Regions from separate parts of the Mus musculus genome. Here all the other regions are linked to region 1. The links are chromatin contacts, called in public promoter capture Hi-C maps. All regions are on one chromosome and are shown on one strand. Each heading gives the region's core, a stretch centred on a gene start, on an enhancer-like site or on the middle of the called end of the contact. The rest is flanking DNA. Distances are from core to core; before and after follow the strand shown. Region 1 holds the start of Casp8ap2 (caspase 8 associated protein 2). Region 2 holds the start of C9orf72 (C9orf72, member of C9orf72-SMCR8 complex). Region 3 holds the start of Zfp292 (zinc finger protein 292). Region 4 holds the start of Slc35a1 (solute carrier family 35 (CMP-sialic acid transporter), member 1).

Region 1 (5,493 bases), core at 1,982-4,481:
ACACAGAATATTCTCCAAGAGTTAGGAGTTGAAGAGCATGTTCAACTACATCATAACTTTGAAGGCAGCCTGGACTATGTGAGAATCTATTTTGTGAGAACTGGGGATTGTGGGGGAGATGAAAGAGACTGAGAGAAGGGTCGGCAATTAAGAGCACTTGCTGCTTTGGCACAGCATCTGAGTTCAGTTCCCAGCACCTTCATGATACCATCCATAATACCATTTCCGGGGAGTAGGGGGCAGCAGCTCTCTCTTCTGGCCTCCACAGCACTTGGTATATAGTGGACTGAAATGCATGCAAGCAAAATACTCATGTATATAAAATAAAAACAAATAAATTGAAAACAAAAAAATACCCAAAATAGATTTTTCAATGTATGTGTGGTGAACACAATGTATGCATATTCATGTTTGCATACACACGGACACATATGCATGCAGGTACATATATATATATATGTGCATGTAGAGGCCAGAGATTGACATTAGTTATCTTCTTTGATGGCTCTCTACCTTATATATTGAAGCAGAGTCTCTCACTTGAATTCAGAGCTCTAGCTAGCCACCTTGCTCCAGGGATATCCCCTGTCTCTTCCTCTTGAACACTGAAATTACAGATGGACCTGGATACCCAGCAGTTACATGGGCTCTGGAGATCTGAATTTCACACTTATGTGGAAAGCACTTTTACTTGCAAAGCCATCACCCCAGTCATATGATACATTTTTTTTTTTTTTTTTGGTTTTTCGAGACAGGGTTTCTCTGTATAGCCCTGGCTGTCCTGGAACTCACTCTGTAGACCAGGCTGGCCTCGAACTCAGAAGTCCGCCTGCCTCTGCCTCCCAAGTGCTGGGATTAAAGGTGTGCGCCACCATGCCCGGCATATGATACATTATTCAATGAATAGTCAAATGTATACTTTCATCTAAGGACTGTGGATACATTTTTATTTGGAGGAGTCCTGAGATAGGTGTCGCTCCGTGGTAGATCACGTGCTTCGCATACGCCATGAACTCATTCTCTACCACTATGAGGTGAAAATACTGTGAGGTGATATTTAAGAACATGGGAAAGTTAAGCTGGTGCCCAACTAGAACCTTCACCACTGCTGACTAGTACGGTGCTGGAAAGGTATTCTGGATGTTCCTGGAGGTGAAGGGTGATCATCAATATTACCCAGCCATAGACCCTGCCATTTACAACAGGAATGCCTGCAAGACATATTTGTATGTTCCTTCATTTACTGACCGGGCCAGGGTAGAAACGGCTGTTAGAAATCAAACTAGGCTAGTGGGAGAAACTGTGGCAATTTTGAGAGTAATTAGACATTTTACGCCTTTATCAGAAACAGAATTTAATGGCAATTACCAGACTCAATACAGTTGCTGTTGCCAGGGTACAATGATGTCTGCAAACTATAAAGGGTATACAAAATTAATGCTAAGACCAATTTTTCTGTCAAGCTTCCTTCCATGTTTCTTTGGCTTCTGAGCGACCATACATAGAAACACAAAGAGTACTGAGTACTTCACTGCCTGAAGCATTTGGTCTCTCAGGAATGGGAAGGCGCATCGTGCTTCAGGAGCCATGGACTCTAAACTGAGAAACCTATGCTGCATGACTCTCAAGGCATCTATGCCAGGTCAACGCCATGGGTCCCTGCACATATTGGTGCAATAGTGACGTGCATGCTATAGGAATAACAAACCATTTTCTGTGTGGATTTAAGGTCTGCTCAGTGAGACCATATCTGACACTGCTCAAATGGCCAAGAACCTGAGACTAGATAGTTCATAAGCCTAGAGGTAAAACTACTACTATGATTCTGCAAAGGCCAATAAAATACTCATCACGACATAGCGCTATACCCCTAAATCACTGCATTATTCAAGACTCATCAGAGAAACTTCTTACAGTAGGAAGCAACTAACAATGGGCAGAGAGTGAATCTTTGGAGCACTTAGCCCTAAATGGGACGCCTTCATCAAACCCTTTGCCTCAAGGATCAGGGACCCATTACCCAAAAGGAGGCAGAGAGACTCTCAACAGCCAGAGGTGGCGGATGACTCCAAGAACTGTGTCATCCAAGGAACAGACACAACAGGACTAATAAATATATGAATGCAGAGGCCGATAACCCTCATAAGACCCGTTGGGGTTCAAGCCTGAGGAGGTATTTGCAGTTGAATTCAACCTGCAGAGAAAGGAGACAGCAGTTTTCTTTAGTAGAGTGGCACTGGTCTATCAGCCAGACTTTGGGGAAGGGACAATACCCAGGAGTAGTTGACCAATATAAATTGAATTCCATGTTTTTGTGTCTGAGCTTTTTGTTTCGTTTTGTATTGTCTTGGCTTTGTTTGTTTTTTCTTACTGGTTTCTTTTTTGTTTCTTTTTCCTTTTTTCTTTCTTTTTTTGAGAAAGAGAACATGAAGTTCGGTGGGTAAGGAGGTGGGATCAGAGATGCGTTCGGGTAGGGGAAAAACGATAAAAATAATTTATTGTATATATATATGTATATATATATATATATATATATATTTTTTTTTTTTTTGGTTTGGTTTTTCGTGACAGGGTTTCTCTGTGTAGCACTGGCTGTCCTGGAACTCACTCTGTAGACCAGGCTGGCCTCGAACTCTGAAATCCACCTGCCTCTGCCTCCCAAGTGCTGGGATTAAAGGCGTGCGCCACCACGCCCGGCTTTACATAAAAAAGTTTAATACGGAAAAACAAAAACAAAAACCTTCTTCTATCCCGCTGAATTAGTAATTCTACGCTACGTTCACCATCCAGGATGGCATCTTAAAGGTCAGATCTTAGCGCTGTCTAGCGCGCAGCTGACACAATTTATACACTAAAGACCTCAAGCCTTCTCCACTTGCTCTCAGCCAAAACAGCTAGGAGCCTCCACCTTTACTTTCCCTTTCATTAGCGTCTCCCAGACCCGCCCCACTTCCGCTCTGGTGACGTCTTTTCCGCGGAGAAACCCCGCCCCGTTGTCACTGAGGTCACGGCCCGCCCACTTCCCTTCGGAGCCACAGAAGAGTAAGTACCAGAGTTTGGCGCCAACTGGAATCTTTTTTTCCGCCTTCAATGGCGGGAACTGGCTGTGTGCGCCGAGACGTGCTTTGCGTCTTATCTAATTGGTTGTCGGCGCTCGGTCCCGCCCTGGCGTCCTTACCGTGAGCTGCGATTGGTGGAGACGGCGGAGCGCCTGGCGTCCGGACAGCGGCCGCTGTGCGGGGCTGGCCGGCCGGGTAAGTTCCTGAGGGCCTGTCGCGGGGCTGCTGGGGAGAGGCAGCGGGGTGCCGCCTGGGATGGCTTACGCTCTGGGCGAAGGGTTGTGCCTGGCTGGGCCTCGAGGAGCCAGCTGCCGTCCTCGGGGAGCGCCCCTCGGAGCGTCTCGGGGGGCGCTGGGGCGAGCACCCGGAACATCGCCGGGTCTACAGCGCGCCCCTCCCCTCCCCCACCCGTGTCTCCCAAGTCCCTACTGCCGAGCTCTCGGTGAGTGTGGAGAAGGGGCTGTCCCGAGGGTCGGGCGATCAGTGACAGGGGCAGTTTCCCAAGCTGAAAGCTTGAGAGAAGAAGTTGTTTATGTGCTCTCCGCAGCGCCTCGAACCATCCCTGACATGGGAATGTAGAATTCTCAGGAAGCATTAGTGCTTCAAGGATCCTCTTGGCGGTCTTTTCTCGCCACACCAACACCAAACTTCTCGCTGAAGGCCTTTCTCCTATGAGCTTCAACCCCGCCTTGGAAGGGACTAGGCCACTAGGCAAGACTTCTTGGCTCTGTTACCATACCCCAAATTATTTTTTTTCCATAGTATTTCCTGCCATCTTACGGGATATGTCCAGAGATTTATGTTTTAAGGGGTGTTTTTGATTTTTGACATCTGACTGGAATTTATCCCAGCTCTCCACTTTCTAGCTGTTGGCTGCAGCAGATTTTCTAATTGGCTCTGTTAGGTTCCTCATCTATTTAGACGGGATAAGGAATAATATAGACTTGATAGGAGCTTCAGGATAATTTAAAGGAGTACTTAGCGCACTTATATCAATACTTGACTTGTGTAATGTATGCTGCTTTTCATGCCTGTCTCATCCTCAGAACCTAGAGTGAGATTTGCCTCTTAGCTTTTGCCTGGTTGTTTTCCTTCTACAAATGTATGCTTTTGTGTATTGAAAAATTTGAACTTCATACTGCTTTCAGAAAAGATTAGATGACCCCTTTCTCTATGCATTTGCTTATGAATCTGTTGAAGCTGTTTATCCTTCCAGATAATGGTTATCAACCTGTAAAATTTTTAAAGAACATTTTGGTGCTAGGGACTGGCCTTTTCAAAGCTGTGAGGACTGCACACTACTGAGCAACCTTCCTAGCCCAGCAGCTGTTATTAATCAATCATTAGCTTCTTGGTTTTTAAAACTTGGCCTCTGCATGTTTCAAAGGTGTACCACTCCTCTCAGTAGTAACTCAGATGGGAGATGAGAAGAAGTATAGAAAGATCTCTCTCACTCCTCTACCTTTCATATTCTCTCTCTCTCTTTCTTCTCCTATCTTCCCACCCTGGGAGACTCACTGACTTGTAATTTTTTTTTTAATATACCTGTCACCATGATGCTAATGAGCCCCAAATCATCTTAACTCTCCTTTTCTTTTAAGAAAAATCTGTTAGGGATCCAACTCTATTTCTAACCCAGACCGACATTTTCACCTGATTGTTGTACAAGTGATTCACCGGGTCTTCTTTATTTCTCCATTACCATTAAAAGAATGCCTTCCACCTTATCAGAGGTAGAAATTTCGGAATCATCTTTAACTAATTTGGCATTTCATTAGCTTAACAAATTATTTTATTACTTACTAACTACTAACCGCTATGCCAGACAGTGCTAAGAGCTGATGATGGTGGGGAACAAAACAGATGACCCTTGTCCAACCTGGGCCTGTACTGTCAGCAAGGTGGACGTGTTTTCTCAAATCCCACGGGAATGTAGAGTTGAATTTAAATGTAACTTTAATCACCTGATGTAATTGTCATTTCCGAAGCTTACTGCCTGAGTCCTGAAAGCTTCTAGCTGCTGTACAATCTAATCTAGTCCTGGAGTGTTTTCAGCCTCTGAGACTTATTGCTGAGTAAGCTCATCTTTTCTCATTCTTTCTGACCTGTCTGGCTTGTTCTGTCTTCCTGTGTCTAGCTTGTTCTTTCTCTCGCTCTCTCTCTCTCTCTCTCTCTCTCTCTCTCTGCAACCTGTCTCTGTACACCTGTCCCAGTAAAGCTGCTTTCTCTCCTTTTTTACTTTTTTTCTCTCTGCACTGCTCTTTTAGTAGCTTCCCTTTCCTCTCTACTCTTGTGAGAGTTGAGCATACTCTGTTCTGTCAAATCTTTCTCTGATTCAGCACTTTGCCACTCAATTGGACACCGCTTTCAAACATGGGTGCTTCCTTTTACAAACTCTACCTTCATTTTTGGAATTACAGGAGTGTACTGAGGG
Region 2 (5,493 bases), core at 1,064-3,563, 2.6 Mb after region 1:
TTTAACCTTGTGAAAAAAAAAAAAAAAAGAGAAAGAAAGAAAAAAAAATCAGCTTTCCAGGCTGCTTTGAGGAAGTTCATTTGCCTACTGCTACTGTGATCAAGAATTATACCATAAGGCTTCCACTTGTGGGAAGAGGGGCAGGACAGCCATCAACCAGCCCTCTCAGCCAAACAGGAACTAACCAAGACCACTGTAAAGACAGTGGACTACTTGCCAGACCAGCCTTTGTCATTCTCTACAAATGTTCAATTTCAGCCAAAACTCACATGCATACTCATGACACCAGGACTGTGCCATCTTGCCTAGATCCAAGTTTCTCAGGCCGGCTAACCTAACACTTGGACAGTATTCACTCAACATGGGGGTCTAGGGCAGGCTCAAAAGATAGACGTTTTATCCATTCAGTCATTTTCTAAAAGCAAACATTGGATGGCCAACATAGCCAAACAGAGTATTTTACCAACTTTTAAAGTTATATTTACATTTGTCTCCCAGAAATTTAAATGCTTGTTGAATGTCCAGTCTGCAGCGCAGGCTGTAACCCCTCTTATTTTTTGTGTTCTATGAAATAAGAACACCGTCACCTTTAGTTTCGAAGTTTCCAACTGACTCTGGGGTTTCCCACAGTGCCAATGGTCACTGAGGTGCTAGTCAGCAGTGACTCAGACAGAAAACCCCTGTTCCTCCTGATCCACAGATTATTTTAACTTTCAGTGCCTGTAGCAAGCTTTCATTCAAAAAGAGTAAAAGAAAAACTACTTGTAGGTTTTTTACGTGACATAGGTTTTTACTGTGGAGGATGATGAAATACCTGCTTTCTGCTCCTAGGTTATGATTCACCCTTTTGTCTAGCATATTCATGCTCTCCACACTGTCTGCCACTACTTCTCCATCCTCTTGGTTATCAGATCTGGTGTCTGCCAAGGTACCAAGGTGCCTGCGTTCAGGTGAATCTTGTTTTGCTTAACAGGGGTGAAGTACAGTAAGTTACTTTGAAACACAAAGCGATCACATTCACAGGACTTTTACAGAGCAGCTGCAATGGCTCGACTTTATTATCAGTTATTTGTAATCTCTTATTGTGCCTACTTTCTAAACTTTAACATCTGTGTATGAAATGTAATGAAGGGAAAACACCTATATCCACACGATGGGTGTATGTAGGCGTTTCCTGAGATTTCAGGCTATACTGGGGGCCTCCTGGAATGTCCTCTTTAACTGAGGGGACGCTTACTATATTTCAAATATTCTGATTCCATATTATTAACATAATCTCAATCTCTTTCCTCCTCCTCTTCCTCCTTCTTCCTTCCTTTCTCTCTCTCTCTCTCTCTCTCTCTCCCCCCCCCCTCTCTCTCTCATATTTTAAGTTTTCCAAGTGGACTAACGATTCTATCTTAAAGTATTTTCCAGTCCCTTTTGGGCCCTTAATATAAAGTAAAAGTACTACTGAGACAGACTGTGTACCCGTTTTTCTCAACTGGTGACGAACGGGAACAGTGTAACAAGAAATTTATCCATCTGCCGGGACAAAACTCTACAAGAGCCTAATAGTCCCCACACCAGAAAGCGCAACCAATCCCTCCCAGGCAAATGCACTCCTGGCCAGACAGACCCTGTGTGGACAGACTTAATCAGTGCACTTCTCTCTCTGCAACTGATTACCATCAGTCAAGTGATGCCCAAGTCACAATGGTCACTTCCTTTAATAAGTCTGTACAACCGCGGAGCTGTGAGGCAACCAGGTCACGTCCCACAGAACTGGGGAACAACCTGGTAAGAGTAGCAGCCCATGTAAGTGGGCATCCGCACTCCTTGCAAACTTCTGCGAAATCCTGCCTGCGTGTTGTTCTGTCCGTCCTTACTCCATCCCACCGGCGCTTTCTCCTCCCGGGCGGGGACCCTCGGGAGACCTGACTGGGTCGCAGGACCCACCAGCTGTCGCCGGGCCAGGCCCCTGGGGCCCAGGCTTGTGGCGGTGGGGGCCGCGCTCGCCGTACTCCCGGAGGGTTCCCTCAAGGGCCCGGGAGACGCTCCGGGTCGGGATCGGGGAGCGCGGGCGGACAGCAAAGATGAGGCCCATCCCCATCCCCTCCGCACCGCCGCGGCCCCCGCAACTCCTGCAAGGCCAAGGGCTCTTTCGCCCGGGGGACAGGGAGGAGTTCACCTCGAAGGAGAAAAAAACCCCGCTGGTACCCGGAGCCGGCCGGCCCGCGAGCCGACCGTGGCAGCAGCCCCCCTCCGCCCGCGCGTCTCACTCACCCACTCGCCGCTGCTGCGCCTTCACCGCCGGCGCAGGGACCGCAACCGCAGCCCGCTCCGGGCCCCGCCCCGGGACCGCCCCGCCCCGGACACGCCCCCAGGCCCGCCCAGTCGCAGTCCCGCCCCCAGTCCACAGCAGACCCAGAATCTGCAGGGCTCCCCGGTGCGGATCTCTGCAGTCTTGTTTCCTTCTTTTGTCCTTGGTCACCGTTGTGGAGTTAAGTTGCGAGCTGAGGCAACCAAAACGCACCTCCCTCGCACACCCTCCCTGGACTGTCTAGACACCACTTTCCACCTAGAAGGAAAGGGCAATTGGGATGGCTGTCACTACAAACGCCATCTTTCACGTGGGCGGAACTCGTCTCTGCTTGACGCGCCGCGGTTCCCTCGTGGGACTCCGTAAGTTCCGGGTTGGCGCTTTCACTTTGCTTTGCCAGCCTTGAGATGCCAGTGGCAGCTGGCCAGGCGGAGGCTGTCATGGGCTTTGTAGCTTTTCTTCCAAGAGCCGCTCAGGAAAAGCATGGGCAGAGCTGAGCTCAACCTAGATAGATAGTGTCACCTGCGTTATCTATCTAGGTTACGAAGCGTAGTTTGTGGTTGTAAGTAGTTTTGCTTTGTTTTGTTTGGGAGTTGGCAGGTAGTGGGTGCTCAACAAATATTTAGTGAGTGAGTGGATTTCCTTTGGTCCCTATGACACGGTTAAATGCCGTAAGTCTGCGTGCACACTGTACGTGTTCACTCCGCAACAAGCACAATGATTCCCCCACCCTCTGTGCGTAGTCACCGTGTTTTCTTCTAAACGTCATTTTTGCCAAATAGCACAGTGCACTTTGTTTTTTAACCTTTGGGAAAAGAACACCATGACGTCTGATTTATTGATTGATTGATTGGTTTGTAACTGTATTGTGGCTTTTCACTACAGATGAGTAGTGTTTATTATTTTCCAGCAACTTTTCATCATTTATAGGGAAAAGAAAGGCATTAATAACAGAATACCTATCAATACCACCTTCGGTAAAAATAGAACTCTCACCAGGTATTGTATGCTTTTTTTTTTTTTTTTTTTTTTTTTTTTTTTTTTTTTTACCTAGCAGTTGTCATTCTATCAAGTTCTTACAGTGTTTTGTACCGTGGTCTTCAGATGTATATCTCATAAATGAAGTATACATCTGAGAGTTAAAAATACATCCAGACACACAGAAATAGCATAGGACCATGTTTGGAAGGCTAGGGTTAAGAGTGCGATGCTGTAGTCAAAGTGGGTGAGTTTGCAGGTAAGGAAGGCAGCTGAGTGAGGCCAGTCAGCTAATCCACAACACGAGGAATAGACGTTTATACTATATCCCACACTGAAAAGCTGAAAAGTTCCCAGGTGGGTGTTAGGTACTAACACACATACACGCGCATGCATGCACACTTAAGATAATTTGCTTGTCTGTAGTAAGCCAGAGCTATCAATGTAATTGATTGGGTCAGTTTTCTGTGATTCCAGAGCCCACTAGGAATAGAAGGTATTTGTTTGGTGTCCTCTTGAAGTAAGCCCTTCTTTAAAACCTGTCTGTGAGTCAAACTAACATAACATTACACTTCAGAATAAGACTGGAACTTTGAAGGAATATACCTTCTTAGTGTTTTTTTTTTCCTTCAAAATTTTACCTAGAGACAAAAACAGTGTCCCTCAAATAACTTATTTTGTGTAATATCAGTCCTAGAATAAATGTTTTATTTAAAAAAAATAATCAAACCAAGAAAGGACTAGGGATGTAGCTTCGTGGGTAGAGGGCTTGCCTAGCATGTGTGACTCCCTGGGTTTGGTCCCTACCATATTCCTCTCTTTTTCTCTCTTTGGAGAAAAAAATGAAACATCACGATCTAAAATATTGTATGACCACAGGAAATGAAATAAACCATGATACAACTTATATTTTGTGATCAATGAGTGGAGACCTTTTTCTTCACATCAGATGGAACAATTACTTAGGCATAGGTAAAGTAGCCTATATATTTTAATTGGATTGTAGCTAACTTTTATTAATCAGGAAGAAAATAATAAGTAGGTATGCTGGTTCATAATTGTTGTATTGCCTGAAAGGTGTAAGGTAGAATACATCTTTCCTCCAGAGAACCAAAGAGAAAATGATGCTAACTGTATGTAGAAATATGATTCATGATATTGGTGTGATAGATTTTTAACCCTGTCCTCTCAAACTTTACAAATAATCTACCTCAAATAACTCCAGGCTCTAAGTGAAAATATGCTGGCTATAGAACTATATCTCCAGGGCTGAAAGTGGAGGGCATTTGGCAGAGGGCTTGCCTACCACGTACTGGTTTACTCCCCAATACTAAACGAACTGACGAGATGGCAAACACCTATAATCTGAGACAGGAGGATTAGAAGTTCAAGATTATCCTAGGCTACACTACATGCTGAAGGCTATCAAGGGGGCGGGGGGATCCCATTAAAAGAAAGAAAGAAAGAAAGAAAGAAAGAAAGAAAGAAAGAAAGAAAGAAAGAAAGAAAGAAAAGAAAAAGAAAGGGAGTATCTCTCCAAACAGGAACTGAGAACTCTATCCCCTATTTCCAACCAGAACAACACCTTTAAAGACCCGATATAGAAAAATGTCAGCTATCATGTTTCACTAATGTTCAGTCATGCAGACACTCCTCGATAAGGGGGATTTCTAAAGCAAAATAAGAGGTTGGGCTCTGTAACCACAACAGATATTAAGTATCGTCTCTGCTTTAGGTTAACCACGGAACTGGACAGTTCTTCACTCCTTGGTGACTCAGTGTCCACAGTGCTAGCTTTCTGTGGGGGCTTAAAGGAGGGAATGGAGAGAGTGGCCAGTGTGACCCTAGGTAAGACTGTGTATCCATGACAAGGGCATTTTGTTCCCCTTGTGTGTGGATGGCAGAACACCCACAGAAAGCAATGGCTGCAGCCCTTCTAATAGGAGTGGAAGTGACTCCCATAGGTACATTGCACTCCTCTGATAGTCCCTTCCTCTGGGGCTTCCTTGCTTGACCCCACAGGAAGCTGGTCAGTGCAGTCTTTTAGCAGGACACTGTTGCTCAGCAGGAAAATAGCACGCCTAGTAATCTGTCACCTGGTTGCTGTAAGGTTTATGTGCAATCAGGCGAGCTAGAAAATTAGATCAGTACATTCTAGAAGTGATGGTTTTACTTTCATTTTTTTTTTTGGTAACTACTCAGATATAATAAAT
Region 3 (5,493 bases), core at 1,709-4,208, 2.3 Mb after region 1:
GTGATGAACAGCAATGTGGAAGTGTAAGCTGAATAAACCCTTTCCTCCCCAACTTGCTTCTTGGTCATGATGTTTGTGCAGGAATAGAAACCCTGACTAAGACAAGAACTAACTCCTGCAAGCTTCCCTCTCACCTCTGCATGCTGTGGCACATGCACAGAGATACACACAGACACAAATAAGTGTAAATATAACAGAGCAATCTTTAAATAAGCACAAAATTGAGGACTTTAAAACTGAGCCTCAATGCTGACAGAATATTAGCTCAAGTCCAGTGACTGCCAAACGTTTATTTATCCTGGCTTTCTAGAAGCATGTGGACAGCCCAGGTCTACCGGAGAAAGACATAAAAAGGTCGAACTGTAATTCCAAGGTTAGAAAACAGGATTTAATTTCTAGCTCCCCCTACATCTAACATTACATCCCATGTTAACTAAGACAAAATTCTAAGGATATTTGAGTTGGAGCCCAACCCCCACTCTCTCTTCTGTCTTATGCTATTATCTGGAACTCACTATGTAGCCCAGGATGGCCTTAAACTCTGACCTGCCTTCCTCGGCCTCTCAAATACAGAATTAGAGCTCTGGAGATCACTTTTATAATTTATAATATTGGGGTAGGGAGCATAAATCAGTCTTTAGCGAACAAGCCTCGAACCCAAGAGACACTGGGTTTGCCCCTCAGCCAATACACCCTCAGTATGAATTACTATTTCTAATTTTTGAAAACCACCAATGATTACTTCATTACTATTTGATTTTTATCAGCAAGGTAATAAAAAATGATTTATATACCTTAAGATTTATCACTTAATAAAACCAATATCGAGTTATTTTTTTTAACTGTTTTATTCATTAGAAGTAACTTTAAAATGCCAGGCAGTGGCACCTGACTATAATTCCAGCACATGGTGGGGCAGAGGGTGAGAGGGGAACAGGTAAATCTCTGAGTTCAAGTCCAGCCTGGTCTACAGAACAGCCAGGGCCACCCTTCCCCCCCCCCCAACACACACACAGACAATTCCTGTCTTAAAAAAGACAAAACAATAAACAAGAAGAATTTAAAACCTGGTGATGTACCTAGCATGCTGTACCTAGTACCATCTTAACCACAACCACACACACAGTGATACTTGTGCATCAATCTCAAAAACGAAAGAGAAAGCTATACTTATACTCTTTATCGCATGAGCCTTCATTTTAACAGTATTATCAATCCTTAAATCATCAGTGGATTCTACTAAGGAATTAATATCCCGAACTAAAGTAGACTTTAGTCTGCTCCCAACTGCTCATGGTGGCACAGATCTGTAATCCTAGCATTTGGGATGGTGAAGTAAGACGACTACCCAAAATTAATGCCAGCAAGGAGAGCATGGAAAGACTGTCTCAAAACACCTCCTCCAGAAGTGGACTCCATTTACAAATGAAATCTTGGCCGGGCGTGGTGGGGGCGTGGTGGCGCAGGCCTTTAATCCCAGCACTCCGGGAGGCAGAGGCAGGGGGATTTCTGAGTTCGAGGCCAGCCTAGTCTACAAGGTGAGCTCCAGGACAGCCAAGGCTACACTGAGAAACCCTGTTTCAGGGGAAAAAAAAAAAAAAACCAACAAACAAACAAATGAAAGCCTTATTTGTAAATTCTACTAAAATAATTTCTCAGGCTTACGATGGTGGGCAATTTCAGGGCATAGAAAATAGCAAATTTCAAAGTTTCTTTAATACTAAGGTTTAAAACAATGACTCTGTAATGTGGCCTCCAGATCTGACGAACTTTCTGACTGCATATATTTGCAGACAAGTCATCCTTGGTCCTATTTTTTTTTTTTAAATAACGAACCATCAATGCATGAGCATAAAATGCATACGGCAATGGGGCTGCTTCTGTATGTGATCAGATACCCTAGAAAGATAGATTTCAGCACCTGGAGGCTGGCAAGTGAAAGTATCCCTGTGAAATCCTAAAATGCTCCACCATTGTTCAAATCTCAGTGTTTCCAAAACAAAATCTTAAGCATGACACATCCATTAGGTTTCATGCTTTATGTAAAAAACGGCCTCAACTAGGCAGTTTAATCAATGTTCTCCCTCCCTCCATAGTCAGCACACGTTAACTGGGGAGTCTTAAGACCAGATGGAGATCCAAACTCTGATATCTGTCATAAGATAACATTTAGAATGTTACTAACATTCTAAATCCTAGTTAGAAAACGTTGCTGAAAAGCAATGTCCTTGGGCAAGAAAAGAATGGGAAGATCTGAAACTGACCCAAGCACAAATCCCTTGTCAACCAAAGACACTTAACAGGAAAGAACCCAAGAAATGTGGGGGTGGGGGTGCACGGGGGGGGGGCCGGAAATCGTACTCTTCCGGAACGTAAAGGCGAAACAGGCACTGGTAAAGCCGCCCCCAAGGGACGACTGACTATGGAACGGTGACAGCTCCTATGCACCGCGGAGAGCAGCCAGCAGGAACGGCCGCAGCGCAGACGCCGCCGCCACTCCCAGCTTGCAGGTCCGGCGGGATTGGCTCGAGAACATCAACAAAGACCCTCCGGTCGCAGCCTAACCCAACAACAAAGGCCGAGCGACTGCGCGCGACGGCCGGCGGCGACAGGGGGACTGGCGCGCGGCGGGCAGCCCGGCGCCCGCGGCGCAGCCCGGGAGCGTGCACGGAGCCCCGAGGCCGTCCGGCCCAGCCTGGCCGCGGAACACAAAGACGCGGACCGCCCGCGCTCCGGCCGCCGAGGCCCGCGGAGGGGGAGGGGCTCACCTGGCACAGCTGGCGGCAGTAGGCGGCGGCGGCCTCCACCGCGGGCTCCCGGCTCTCGCATAGCCGCCGCTCCAGCTCTTGCAGCCGCTCGCCCAGGCGCCGCAGCTCCGCCGCGCAGCCGCCACCGCTCAGGCGCTCCTGCTCGGCCTCATCGTCCGCCATCTTCGCAGCCCGCTCCGTCGCGTACGCACCTGGGTCACGTGATAACACAATGCCACGTTCGGCGGGGTCACGTGCCCGGTGCGCTGGCACGCCTGGGCGCACGTACAAAGGCCGGGTGTGGGGCTGGCGACCGCCGGGGCAGTGCTGCAGCGAGCTGAAGCTGAGGCCTCTGCTGCTGCGGCGGCGGCTAGGGCCAGGGCCAGGGCGAGGGCAAGGTCTGCGGAACAGCCGGAGGCCAGGGCAGGGTGGAGAGCTGGTGATTGCCCTGGTTCTGGGCCAACCCGAGAACGCCTCCTGGAAACAAGCGCTCTAGGTGTTGGAGGGCACACACACACAACAATTGGGTCAGAACAAAATGAGAGGTTCAATTCTCATTCTGGGAAATCAAGCAGCGAACACAAGAAAAGAATAGTGTGGAGAGAATTCAAACAGACCGAAATGATTAATGTTGTAACCCGGTGGTTTTTAAGGCACAAAAGCTTTTCTAAAATCTGGTTACCGTTACGCGTTACAAGAATCCACACCGAATCTTAGTTTGGGAAAGTAGGTCGAAGGAAAGAACACAATTAAGGATGCTAAAGTAAAAAAAGGAACACGGATGTCAAATAAATGCCAGTAGCAACCCTCCTCTTGGTGCTGCAAAACAGGTGGCCTTCTAAGCCGTATTTTATTTGCAAGACGAAAACAGTATTTGGCATTAGAATTGGAGAAGAGAGCTGAGTGTTGTGTGCACGGTTGTAATCTCAGCACTCGGAGACGAGAGGTTCAAAAGTTCATCCCTGGCTACATAATATTTCCTCCTCCAGCCTATGCCAGATGAGTTCTTACAAATTTAAAGGAGTAGGGGGTAGAATAAGAGGTAGTCGGAAAATCAATGTGCTTAACCATAAATTTCATAATCAAACTAATAACAAACCCAGTGTTTGAGGGCTAGGGGTGTGACTCAGTTGACAGAGTGCTTGCCTAGCTCCGTTCACTGCATAAACCAGGCAAAAGGCACGCAACTGCCTGTTTAATCTCAACCTTCCCTGGTGAACGCCAGAGTATCAGAAGTTCAGAGACTACACTATTTTGCCAGTTTCAGGTCAGCAAGAACAAATAGACAAACAAAACAAAACACCCCACAACCTACTGTTTATTTAAGAGGCAAGATGTCTGCCTTACAACTGAATCCTTTTAAAACAAACAACAGCGTTGACACACCTGGTCATTTTACTGTTGTGTTCTGACTGCACTGTATTTTTCTAAGGATAGTTATCTAAAATGAACAACCAGCCTGGAGGTTGGCTCTAGCAGAACTGCAGCACGAAGGAAGCTGGAGCTGAGGGTCTCCCGGTCCAGTCCGCCCGGGCTACATTGTAATGCTGGGTCTCAAAAACATAATTTCTACCGTATCCAGTAGCCTTTTCAGGAAATGTATATAATAAAGCCAGATGTGATTCTAGTCCTCACAGGTGACGGGAGGAGGACACTTAGTGGAAAATGTTCTCTGAATACTGTGTTGTTCCAGCGAATGTTTTGTAATGCATGCTTTTAAATCATTACATAAGATGAACAAGCACAAGGCAACCTTACAGAAAACAGCATCAATACTGCACATTAACAAGACAGAATCCTCTAATGCTTGCATGTACATGAGACCAGGGGAGCACACTGTAAGGCTAAGGATTTCCTCTATTGGATTGAACAGTGAAAAAGAGTTGAAGAAACAAATGAAGGTAGCTGTTTTGTCTTGCCCTAGTCCCTGTAGATACTCTACCAATGAGCTGCCCTGTACCCTCCTTGCTTAAGATTTTAAATTTTGCAGTTCATTTTCCCAGGTTATATATATAGTTCAGGTATTAAAGTTCCATCAATGTATGCTATTTTAGGATTCCAATGAAAATTATCAAAAGAAATATGTGATTAGCCAATGCACCAGTAAATGCAAGGACTGTACAATAACTAAAGGCTAGGAAGCTTACCTTTTCTACAATTCAACAGTAATGAGTTACACCACACTTCATTTACAGGAAGGAAAGTGTGTAGCAGCAGGTGTGGAGAGAAAGATCCAAAGTGAAATATGCCTGAATAATGATTTTTTAAATTATTACATAGGGCTAGGGTGTAGCTCGATGGCAGAGCACATTCCGGAGACTCTGGTAATGGGATGGGGAGGGGGTACCTAGTAATGTCATTCCTACCTTCAGGCCATGATACCCTTGTGGCTAAAAAAACTGGATTAGGAGCTGGAGAGATGGGCTCAGTGGTTAAGAACATTTGCTAGTTTTCCAGAAGACCAGGGTTGTAGTCCCTGTACCAGGTGGCTGCTTCACAGCTGTCTGTGAGTTCAGTGTCAGGGGATGCCAACTGCTTCTGGAACCAGACATGCAAGTGGTGCACAGACCTCATGCAGGTATGACACTCTTACATAGAAAATAAAATTTTAAAGGAAACTGGAATCATAAATTGGATCTGCATTCTAGTACGGCCATATAAATTCATCTGCACCTTTTGCTTTTATCTAGTGTCTGTGACTGTTAAACTTGAGAATTATGAGGAGAAAGACGGCCTTAGTTAGGGT
Region 4 (5,493 bases), core at 1,541-4,040, 2.1 Mb after region 1:
AATCCTTGTCATTGAGATCTACTGAGAATGGATTTACATTGGATCTGCTAGGTGTTCACAGTTAGTGTTTTGTCATCAGATTAGTAACAAGTGTCCCCTGGGAACACTGGTCTTAGTTCACGGGTTACACATAATCCTAAGGATGCCAAGAGACTCCTCCGGGATGCTAGTTATTAACTGACGTCTTATGTGCTAAACGTGCTTTTGTTCACTCCTTTGGAAGCCTAATCATAGGTAATTATACCTAATCATAGGTAAATAAAATAGGTGTTTCAAACAGATACTTTAAAATATGATTACACAAGAAGCTAGGGAAGCAGTGTCTCCATATAAGTGTTTCCTCCTTGGTGAATTAAAGCAGGATTTGTAAGTTGTAAGCAAGTTCTTAAACCAAAGAAGTAGTACAACAGAGAAGAAGAAATACGCCATATAACTATTTATCTTTCCTTCCTAAATGGTCCAATCTGCCAGACCAGCAATGCTTATGTAAAGGGCACTGAGGGAAGTACTATAATACTTCCATTGTTCTAAAACTTTCTTATGAAAGAGTTTATGACTCCAGAAATATGGAGCAGTAACATTTAATCCGTCAGTACAAGAACTACACCATCCATAGTTTTATATGATGGTTCAGAATAATGGAAAAATGTGTAAGTCCTATCTCAAGACACATGGAAATAATAGTAAGTTAAAATTTTGGCGTCCATAAAGTGTAATTAGGAGACAGCTATGCTCATCTGCCTTAATTATCTTGCCTATAGTTGTAGGGTTCAGCAGCTATGGCGGAGACTAACAGCTCTCTACAGAAAGACTGCCTGCCATCCATGACCTGAAATTATCAATATTCTCATAACTAAGAAGTGAAAACTCAAATCACTTTTTTTTTGGGGGGGGGGGCTGTGTTAAAGGTCCCTGGTTCAAAAAAAGCAAGATAATTTAAATACTAAAGATGTTTAACTCCAGAAAACATACTTTTTTTTTTTTCCTTTCCTTGAGACAGGGTCTCTCTATGTAGCTCTGGCTGGCCTGGTACTTGCTATGTAGAGCAAGCTGACCTTGATACAGTTCTGCATGCCTCTGCCTCCTAAGTGCTGGGATTAATAGGCATAAGCCATATCATGGTGTTTTGTTTTGTTTTGTTTAAGACACCCATAATGAAAAGGTCTGCAAATGTAATTCTTGAAAATAATTACTAATCAAAGTAGAAAAGTCTAAGTTTGGATACTATAAAACATAGATGACTTTGGTCTGTAATACCACTTTAGAAGCACATTTCAACTTTTAAAACCAATCCTTGTAACCATGATTTCCACTTACATTTCAGTTTACCATAAGATCAAAACATTTCTTCTACAATTCTTCATTTTCCAGGATGAAACTTCATTGATTAGGAATGTCAACGTTCCCAGGTAATATAAATATTCATGGTACGCAGCTACTTTAAACTATCCTAAGAATTCAAATCATATCACGCCATTAACTAGAAACCTGGCCCACTGATCATCCAGCACCCCCTTTGTGGAGAATCTGTTACCTTCCACGGCATTTGTTTCTGGGTGGAGAATATCCCCCAGAAGAGTCAGTCTGGAGTTATCCTTTTGTTTTCCAGTTACATTTTAGGGGGACTATTACTGTCATACCTGAAAGCTTGGACATAGCAGGAAGTAGCAGGTGAGTAATCGTTAAGATGACTCTATGTAAGGAGGTATAGAAACTGTATTTCATTAGGATAAAAAAGTGCAACACACCCAAATGTAACAACGTATGTGCTGGCAAGAAGTCTAAATCTGTAAACAACCCTTGCGGGTACCGATCTGCCTGCTGCATCTTTTAAGTGTTCATTTGTCAATCGCCCTACTTTTCCTATTACCCTCTTCCCGGATGCTACAGGACTTATCTGATATGGGACAATCCACCACCACAGAAAACTTACATGGCGCCTGATGTTAAATGTCAAATCCCCTCCCCCAAAGATAAATAATTTCACATCCACGCAAAAGGATATTCTTTAAATGCTTGTCCAACATTTATTTAGACTTAAAGCCAGTGCTCATTGGGGAAATGGTGAAAAAACAAAAACAAACAAACAAAATTAAAAAAAAAAAAAAAAGCGACGTTGTCGCCAGGCATGAGGGCACAGACCACTAATCCCAGCGCTTGTAAAACTGAGGCAGGAAAATCTCCCCGAGTTTGAAGCCAACGTGGGCTATAGAATGAGACCATGTAGTGTTGGTTCCTGCTTTAAAAATAAATAAATACAAAATCGTCACCGCCTTTTGGCCTGTCCTAGCCACAGTGCTATAGAATAAAACCTCAGCCTTGGGGCCAGCTTACGTAAAACCTGAAAGGACAGCCACCACAGCCCTGGCCAGACGGCTCGCCATCGGGAGGAGCAGCGCGCGCCCTCAAGCCCAGGGCTCCGAACCACAGCCTCGCTCCAGGCAGGGACCTGGCCGGCGCCCGGGCGGCTCACTGCACCGGTGTGCGGGTGCAGCCCGCTGCCGCTCCCTGCAGGGAGGGCTCGGCCCCCAGAGCCGGCCCGGCCAGCACACCCCGGGCCGCCGTTCCCTAGCGACCGCCCGCAGCCCGGCCTCACCTCTCGCCGGAGCCATGGTGCCGAGAGAGTCTGCGGAACTGACGCCCCTGCGGCCATAGAGACGCACCGGCCTAGAGAGCCCGCCGCACCACACGCGCGAGGAGGAAGCGGGGGCTACGGCGGAAGCCGCGCGGCGTGCGGAGCGACAAGTCTGGGAGACTCGGTCCTGCGGGGGCTCGGAAAACCGCAGCTTCCGGTCGACCGAGGGGGGGCGGAGTCAAGGTGGCCGAGCGTTTCCTTCTAGAGACCAGCCCCTCCGAGAGGATGGGCCCCGCAAGAAGGATTCTGAAATGCTCTCGATTATTCCTTTGTGTGAAGACCGTTAGAGAGGCTCCGAGAACTCGGACTTTTATAACTTTCAACTCCATCACGGCCTTCCATGGTTACCTCTTGGATAAATTTAGTATATATTACATACTGCTCGGAAGTACTGTGTCTGTCTTCATCATCCTTACTGTCACTGTCTAGCTTAACTTGGTAACTTCAGGCAGCAAAAAGACCTCAGAAAAATTAGATTGTATTAACAGGCACTTCAACCGCTCTAATGGTTACTGTGACTAGAGGATGTTATTAGAAAATAACCCCGGGTGGAACAACATTATGAACTAACCAGTACCCCGGAGCTCTTGACTCTAGCTGCATATGTATCAAAAGATGGCCTAATCGGCCATCACTGGAAAGAGAGGCCCATTGGACACGTAAACTTTATATGCCCCAGTACAGGGGAACGCCAGGGCCAAAAAGGGGGAGTGGGTGGGTAGGGGAGTGGGGGTGGGTGGGTATGGGGGACTTTTGGTATAGCATTGGAAATGTAAATGAGCTAAATACCTAATAAAAAATGGAAAAGGAAAAAAAAAAAACTATACCTCTAAAAAGTTGGAATTCTCAGGACCTGAAAACCCAACTGCTTATGAGCCAAATAAGGCCGCAGAGTGGGAAGTGGGAAGCGCTTAAGCCACAGCGGGCTCTGAGGCAGACAACAGAGCATAAAAGGATCAAGCTGGAATGCCAGCCAGTCTTATCAGACATTCTGATTTTTTTCAATGAGCCCAAAATTCAAATATAAATATCAATTCTCTGGCTTTTAAAAGGCAGCATATGAATGTAGGCTTCACTTGTTCCAGATAGCAAGGCTCATGATATAGAAATCTGTTATCACTAAATAGCAATGAAGCAGAGCGTTGTGTTTCAGAGTGTCAGGGCTTAACATTTTGTAGGGTTTTAGAAGCAGCCTCTATTCCAGTGATAAGCATACTACTATCTAGCTGGCATTGCAATGTCAATCTTAATGCTGTAAACTTTGTCTAAAATATAAAACAAATACGCGGACAGAGTTTTACTTGTCAATTTTAATAAAACGAAAAATGTACTACAGAAACTGCTTTTAGATTTGCATAACAGTCAGGCAGGATACGGTGCCCTAGTGCACAGTCACACAACCAGTGACTGTGCCAGCCCCGCAAATGAGCTTTATACACGCACAGCACTTTAAACCCTCCATCCGTGCCACTAAGGAGCAGCTTCCTGTAAACGTCCATCTCTAGGTTTCGTCCACCGCTCTGGTTAAGTTCACCTTCACCCCATAGGTTGTTTTGCTTTGTCCCCCACGAAGGCCAGCTATGAAAATCTGGGGCCTGGGCACTCGGCTGCTGCCTTCTCTCTTGGACTGGGTGCTAGCCTCTTTCAAAGGGTACACCTGTGAGGTGTTATCTCTTCTCATGTGGCTAAGGTCAGTCTGGACGGAGTGAGTAATTTTCTGGCGCAAATTAGCCTAGGTAGAAAGAGAACATAGGGAATAATGTTTCTCTAAAAAAATGTAAAAAATCAGGCATTTAGTTAATGTTTGCCTATTAACTTTCCATTTCACAAATAAATAATGCATTTTTCTATGATGGTGAGGATGGATGATGACAGGGAGGCTGAGGGTGGGGAGGAGGGTGGGGAGGAGGGGGAGGAGGAGGATGTGTATGGTATGATTGCAGGCATGTGCATGCCGTGGTGTGAATGTGGAAGAGAGAGGAAAACCCCTGGTATTAATTCTCTCCTTTTATGGCAGGTTCTGGGGAGTGAACTTATCAGCTTGCATGGCAAAAATTAATCAAGAACAGAATAAACTTAAGAATCCTTTACAAAGTGGGAAAACCTGTGACATGCTGAGACTGAGCTGAAGAGAAATGCACACGACTGGGTTGCGACGGTCCAATATGAGAAAGTGACGATTTATAGTGGGTTTTTAGAATGAGCGTCACACTATGCTGACAATATGAAAATCTGTTTCCAGCTTACTCGTTTTTCATCTTGCTTACTTCTGTTCATGGATAACTGGAAAACATGAGACTAGACAGATTGCACAGGCTAGTAACCATGGAGGATGGGGACTAGATGCCATAACTCCGTGGTCTCAAGGCGACTACCTCGTGGAAAGCCCTAAATTCATCCTCAGCCCCACAAAGAAAGCAGAGGAGATAAGAAATAATAACAATTTGGAAAGGGTAAGAAAAGCATAAAGTGAAGGAGAGCAGACCTAAGTAATTCAGAATTTGAACCATCATAGATCCAAATCTCTACATTCATAAGACTATGTCATTTCATTATTTTTGATAGAATAATTTTATTATTCCAAGAGACTTGTTACGTAAACAAATATTTTTGTGCTGGGATTAGAACTTGGGGTCTCACACATGCTATATGTAAGTGCTCTGCCACTGGCTCGTAGCCCTCAACAAGACCCAACAAGTTATCAGATTGTCCCCTATAAGATGCAATGAAGGACGCGCTCCCTTGGGAAGCTTCACTGCGCAGTGAGAGCAGTAAGATTCTGTGTGTCCGAGCCGTTGCCTTCACACCTTGCTGTCCCCACCACGCCTGGCGCTTTTCTGCCCAGTCTTATTTAAATA

The links. Promoter capture Hi-C pulls out the DNA fragments that hold promoters and counts their contacts. Capture Hi-C pulls out chosen DNA fragments and counts their contacts.
Region 2: a promoter capture Hi-C map of liver shows a contact between it and region 1, with 3 times the contacts expected there. The contact joins the promoter of C9orf72 here to the promoter of Casp8ap2 in region 1. A contact is called at or near these places in 1 of 39 promoter capture datasets (liver) and 2 of 9 other capture datasets (adipose tissue and liver).
Region 3: a promoter capture Hi-C map of liver shows a contact between it and region 1, with 3 times the contacts expected there. The contact joins the promoter of Zfp292 here to the promoter of Casp8ap2 in region 1. A contact is called at or near these places in 3 of 39 promoter capture datasets (the 3T3-L1 cell line, liver and pre-B cells) and 1 of 115 datasets of contacts at active chromatin or transcription factors (astrocytes).
Region 4: a promoter capture Hi-C map of adipose tissue shows a contact between it and region 1, with 3 times the contacts expected there. The contact joins the promoter of Slc35a1 here to the promoter of Casp8ap2 in region 1. A contact is called at or near these places in 3 of 39 promoter capture datasets (hippocampal neurons and liver), 1 of 115 datasets of contacts at active chromatin or transcription factors (astrocytes) and 1 of 9 other capture datasets (adipose tissue).

The regions. Positions count from the first base shown.
Region 1 is chr4:32,612,239-32,617,731 of GRCm38.p6, forward strand. It overlaps Casp8ap2 (caspase 8 associated protein 2), which reads left to right and starts at 3,232. Exons shown (of 11, transcript NM_001122978.2): 1 at 3,232-3,254.
Region 2 is chr4:35,223,523-35,229,015 of GRCm38.p6, forward strand. It overlaps C9orf72 (C9orf72, member of C9orf72-SMCR8 complex), which reads right to left and starts at 2,314. Exons shown (of 11, transcript NM_001081343.2): 1 at 2,266-2,314.
Region 3 is chr4:34,879,990-34,885,482 of GRCm38.p6, forward strand. It overlaps Zfp292 (zinc finger protein 292), which reads right to left and starts at 2,959. Exons shown (of 8, transcript NM_013889.2): 1 at 2,769-2,959. The coding sequence starts at 2,930.
Region 4 is chr4:34,684,648-34,690,140 of GRCm38.p6, forward strand. It overlaps Slc35a1 (solute carrier family 35 (CMP-sialic acid transporter), member 1), which reads right to left and starts at 2,791. Exons shown (of 8, transcript NM_011895.3): 1 at 2,597-2,791. The coding sequence starts at 2,612. It overlaps Cfap206 (cilia and flagella associated protein 206), which reads right to left. Exons shown (of 13, transcript NM_001347062.1): 13 at 3,927-4,367. The coding sequence ends at 4,137.